Linked DNA regions of Mus musculus: region 2 is linked to region 1. Evidence: chromatin contacts called from public promoter capture Hi-C data. All regions are on one chromosome and are shown on one strand. The core of a region is the stretch at or near the end of the contact, and the rest is flanking DNA. Distances in the headings are between cores, read along the strand shown.

The links. Capture Hi-C pulls out chosen DNA fragments and counts their contacts.
Region 2: a contact with region 1 is called in a promoter capture Hi-C map of adipose tissue. The contact joins two enhancer-like sites. A contact is called at or near these places in 1 of 115 datasets of contacts at active chromatin or transcription factors (large pre-B cells) and 3 of 9 other capture datasets (adipose tissue, liver and pancreatic islet).

The regions. Positions count from the first base shown.
Region 1 is chr5:125,019,997-125,022,696 of GRCm38.p6, reverse strand. It overlaps Ncor2 (nuclear receptor co-repressor 2), which reads left to right. Exons shown (of 47, transcript NM_011424.3): 45 at 2,651-2,700. Among named protein-coding and RNA genes, the nearest start is that of Rflna, 18 kb to the right of the region's middle. Within about 2 kb of position 1,251, at least 44 of the 459 cell types and tissues checked have an H3K27ac peak or open chromatin away from gene starts, as enhancers often do. A contact at or near this core is called in adipose tissue, where this site is marked.
Region 2 is chr5:125,318,171-125,320,870 of GRCm38.p6, reverse strand. All of the region lies in intron 1 of Scarb1 (scavenger receptor class B, member 1), which reads left to right. Among named protein-coding and RNA genes, the nearest start is that of Gm32701, 16 kb to the right of the region's middle. Within about 2 kb of position 1,345, at least 14 of the 459 cell types and tissues checked have an H3K27ac peak or open chromatin away from gene starts, as enhancers often do. A contact at or near this core is called in adipose tissue, where this site is marked.

The DNA.
Region 1 (2,700 bases), core at 2-2,501:
CAAGTGGGTGTTAGGTACACCCCGGAAACACTTGGCCAGTTGCTGGGGCTTGGGGCTGGGGCACGTCACCAAGTGTGGACCTGAGGGATTGGCCTTGGGGTACAGAGATTCAGGGTGCCGCAGGCATCTTTCACACTAAAGTCTCTGGCCATTTTCTAAATCAGATGCAGGCAGTAATGTGAGGGAAAAGTGTCAAACTCACGTGCAGTTTGTGGCAGAAGTCTCAGGCTTTCAGTATGGTGCTTGGGGCTTAGAGCATCCGCTTCCCGTGCTTATTATCACGTTGCCCCCTGGGAAAGAAGCTTGTCGTGGGAACAAATGGGCTCGGTGACTGTGTCACAGGGGAAGCTGTGGGGACTTAATCCAGGCCAGAGGAACAGGCAAGGGTCCCTACTTCCTTATTTGTGTGGAGCCTTGGGCCTAGGGAATAAGGTGGCCAGATTAACCCTTGGGGACATTTCCAGAAGACCACAGGACCTGTAAAGGGGATGGGGTAGGATCCTGGCAGGGACAGCCTGGGGCCTTTGCTGAGCCTCAAGCAGAAGGAAACTGACCGAGACAGGAATGTGGTTGGAGATGCGTGTTTCTAGAGTGTGCTAAATCTTGACATAGGTTCTAGACACCTGGGTGTATATGCATATAGATAGGGTAATACAGTGATTTGTGCTAAAACCTAACTTAGTTGTCTCTCTCACACACACACACAGACATCCTCAAACATCGCCCCTTAAATGTTAGTTCTCAAAGACATGTTTCCAGGCCTAGCCAGTGACGTTCAACACCACACCAAAGGTAGATGAGAGAAAAGTTATGGCTGTGCCCAGTGCCATCAGGTCACAAGCTCAACACCACGGAGACAAGGCCCAGGAGCCGTGCTCCATCAGGAAACTCCCCTCTGTCCCCCTTTTCTGTGTTACCTCCTCTCTCTCCCTCTTTATTCTGGATGTAGAGGAGTGGTGGGGTGGGGCTTGTTTATTTAAGGTTGAATTGTGTGTGTGTGTGTGTGTGTGTGTGTGTGTGCGTGCGTGCGTGCGTGCGTGCGCGTGCATTCACCCCTGTTGGAAGTTCAGCTTTTTCTTGGTAACCTTTGCTTAGCACTGTGGGCACATGACCAACATGACCAGCCCTGGCCCGAGCTTGCCTGAAACCCAAGCCGAGGCTGCCAGCAGTCACCCAGTGACTGTCCCTTCCATCCTCAGAAGCCTGGCTAGTTTACAAACCAGAGGCTTGCCAGCCAGCATGTTTGGCCATGTGGCTTTCACAAGGCTCAGGCAGCCTGGAGGTTCACAGGGCATCAGAGACTGGCCAGTGGCATGGGCTAGGAATCCTGCTGATGACGTCGTCATTGTTTGTGGTTTTGTTGGTGGTGGTGATTTGGGTTTTTTTGGTTTTTTGTTTTGTTTCATTTGTTTGGTTTGGAGGGTGGTTGACTCGATTGAGCTTGCCACTGTTTTGTTCTTTTTTCCATCTGGATTTGGAGCAGTTTGTTGATACTTGGGATTGAAGCACTCAACCCAGCAAGTGTCCCGTCCTGTAGTGAGCAACAACACAGCCCTCTTCTCTGAGGGCAGGTCTCCTCGGCAGCCCAGGCTAGCATGGACTGCACTGAACTCCCTCTGTAGACTAAGCTAGCCTCAGAAATAGCTGGGGTTCCAGGCCTACTAATCAGGCTCCAACCCTCAGGAGGCTCCGGAAGCATCCAGTGAGAAGGGGATGCCTGCCTGCCCCAGCATTTACCAGAAGTCCCAGAGCACAATTCGGGGGGGGGGGGAAGGAGGGAGGGAAAGGGAGGAGGAGGGAGGGAGAGAGAGAGAGAGAGAGAGAGAGAGAGAGAGAGAGAGAGAGAGAGAGAGAACCAGAGAGGCTTTGCAGAGGCTCAGTGGAGTCTGCAAACATCTTCTAAGGCCACTTTGTTGATTTGACCACTCTGTCCTTGTCATGGGGCCGGGCCAGCCAGGGCTGGAGTGACCCTTCACCTGTCCAGTGCTGTCCTGTCCTTGCACGCACATAACTGCATGGCTGTGACCCCCACCCCACCCCACCCCTTGTGCCCAGCTCTCTACCTTTCTCTGGCTCCTGTGGGGGAGACATGGGGCAGGGGAGGCAAGCCTAGTTCAGGGGGATCAGGCAGGCTGAGGTCCCTAACCCCTTGAGGAAAAGGGGACAGCAGGGGGGTCCTATCTTTGGTCACCTTCCTCCTCCACATCCCTTCCTAGAATCTACCCACCAGAAGACCCCAGCTGGACTTCTGTCCCCTGTCCCAGCACCTAGCTCCAGCTTGACTCAATACCACAGCCTTCTTCCCTTGCCCGCCCCTTGGGCCATCCACGTGGAGTCAAAATTTTAAAAATAGCCTCAGTTGGGATTGGAGTATAGAATAGGAATAGAGCTGGGGACCCTCTAGCCACCCCAGAGCCCCTCCCTGGAACAGCCATGAGCTGCAGGGACAGTCAGGAACCCCATCAGCACCCAACAGAAAGGCGGGCTGGAGGGATGAACGATGCTCGGCAGATGTGTGCTCACTGTGTCTCTCTCTCTCTCCCTCTCTCTCTCTCTCTCTCTCCTCCCTCCTCCCTCCTCATTCTATCTCTCGTAACCCTCTGGCTCCCCGGCCCCCGCCCCCCTGTGTGTCTGTCTGTCTCTCTCCCAGGCCTTATGACCTGTAGAAGCCAGGCGGTGCAAGAACACGCCAGCACCAAC
Region 2 (2,700 bases), core at 96-2,595, 300 kb before region 1:
GGCTTGTGAGTAAGGCTCTGAGAACTTGAAGGACTTTAACAGGCTAACCTGAGGTTTGGGCTTCACTTCTTCAGAGCATTTGTGTTGCGCTGAGCATGTGGCTCACTTTGTAGCTGCTTGCCTGGCACACACGAGGCCCCGGGGGCAGCCCCCAGGACCCCATGAACTTTATATGATGGTCCCTATCTGTCATCTCAGATTCTGCTTGGCTACTCTAGGGAGTAGGAAGCCAATCTGGGCTAGAGAGACACTGGCCCCCAAAAAGGAATCTGTGATGAAGGTCATGGGGCTCAGGAGTGTCTGCATCTTGCCTGGGATGACAGTTTGATAGAGGCCAGCAGAAACGTCCCGCCAAGGGCTAGAGGCCAAGGACGAGTCTGTCCCATCACCAGAGCTGAAATCAGGGTGTGTTTCTTTCAGTGGTGGTGCCCCAGCCTCCTAGAGAGGCCTGTGTTAGTCACCTAGGTCTAAACTTGTGTCCTTAAGCCGTGGGAACTTCATGGCTAGGCTGGGCGCTTCTAGTGTCTTGAGGGCTCTTGGCTCTCTCCATTCCTGGAGGTGTTCACCGTTCCTCAGTTGACGGCATCAATGCTCCTGTTTCTGTCTCTATCTCTGTCTCAACGTGGCCTCCTTTGTATTTTCCATTTCCTCTTCAAAACTGAGTTATTAGTATTATTTATGTGTATGTGCATATGCCTGCATGAGTTTATGTGCATAGCATGCGTGCTTGGTCCCCATGAAGGCCGGAGGACATCAGAGCCCCTGGACCTGGAGTTACAGATAGTGTGAGCCACCACGTAGCTGCTGGGAACCGAACACCGATGCCTGCATCCATCGAGCCATCTTTCCAGCTCCCCTGCTCTTCTTTGAGACCCAACCTAAGTCCAAACACTTTGACATTCATTCCTATTTTGAGTTAAGAGTCTCACCGTGCAGCCCAGGCAGGCTTTAAATTCACAATCCTCCTGCCTCAGCTTCCCAAGTGCTGAAGTGACAGGCCTGTGCCACTGCGCTGATCTGATATTTTTAACTTGACATCTGGCCAGACCCTATTTCCGATTAAGGTCACACAGGGCACAGTCAAGTATCTTAGGATCACCACCTACATAGATGCATGGCAGAGTACCTTTTGCCCAGACAGCCCCTACTGTGAAAATAAACTACAGGACAAAAATCACCAGTCTGTCCTGATAGCCGGCTCTCAGCACTTGAAGGTAGGAAGCAAGAGGATCAGAAGTTCAAGGTCATCTCTGCTAATAGTGAGTTTGAAGCCAGTCCAGAGGGGAATGACCCTCTGGGAAGACAAAGGTGACATGACACTCGCGTCCCCCAGCGTCCCAAGCACAGAGGTAACTTTGGTTCATGGCTCTTTGTTCCTTGCTGCAAAAAACATGTTTGTGTTTAGAAGAGCCCCTCCCTGCCCTCCCTGGCCTCCCTCTCCTGGCCCCCGGTACCCGTGCGCACTTCCTGCACTTTGCAGTCTCGGATTGGGCACTCAGATGGCTCTGGGTCTCCCCCTTCTTTCCAGAGCGCTGGAGGGATCAGCCGTGTTTCCCATCAGCCAAGGCCGCGGGGAATGGCTGTGCATTCAATAGCATGTCTCTGGGAAATTGGGCCTATTCCAGCACCATCTTCCCGTGTCTTCCGGAGCTTTCTCAGGAGATATATTTGTTTCTACAGACGCCACTAATTACTCCTGGCTGGGTGCCTGGAAATCACATCTGTGGATTAAGGTGCCACCAGATCTGAGCTTCCTCTAGGGCCCCAGGAGTCCTGACATATCCCCCATTCAGCATACTTGCTCGCTTGCTTGCTTGAGCTCAGTTTGATTTCTCCACTCATACAGCCCAGGACCCCTTGCCTAGGGAATGGGGCCGCCAATGGTGGACTAGGTCTTCTCAGGTCAGATAAGCTAATCATTTAGACAATCCCCACAGGCCAATCCAAATGTAGGCAGGCCGTCCTTCACTGAGACCCTCTTCCCAGGGGAATCTACGTTGTGTCAGGTTGCCAGAGCTAACCGCTGCAAGGTTATAATTTTAAAGGACAAGACACATCATTGGGCGTGCTTAGCTCAAAGTTGTGGCTTAAGTACGTAAAAGAGTAAAGGTTAATCAACACAGAATTTGGTCCCCGAAGTCACTTGCCGTGTTTAGTCACCCTCAGAGCTTCACAGTAAGAACTTTTCTCAAAGAAAAAAAAAAAAAGAACAGCCGGGCAGTGGTGTCGCATGTCTTTAATCCCAGCACTTGAGAGGCTCATATTTCTGAGTTCAAGGCCAGCCTGGTCTACCCTCCAGGTACCATGCTGTGTGAGGTCCAGGCAAGCTCACCAGATCCAGATCCGCTCCCATCTACTGAGGTCCACTCAAGGCATTTTCTGCAAGTGGAGGCTCACAGGCACTGAGGTAGAGGTACCCGTGTGAGGCCAGATGAGTGAACCTTGACTCAAATCCCCATGTCCAGGAACTTGCTGTGCATCAAGATGGCAGGATTTATGTGGCAGCCCCTGGCAGAGCTGTCCCCTTAAGGATCTTGATCTTTAGACCATCTCCTCTCTGGATGGTCATCTCTGGTGTGTGGCTGAGGGCAAGAACTTGATTCCTTGCGCCTTTGGTTTCCTGCTTGTCAGTGGGGCTGGGGCTGAGAGAGATAAATGGGTATCATTGGGGAATCAGAGAGGTGTTGCCGGGATCGGATC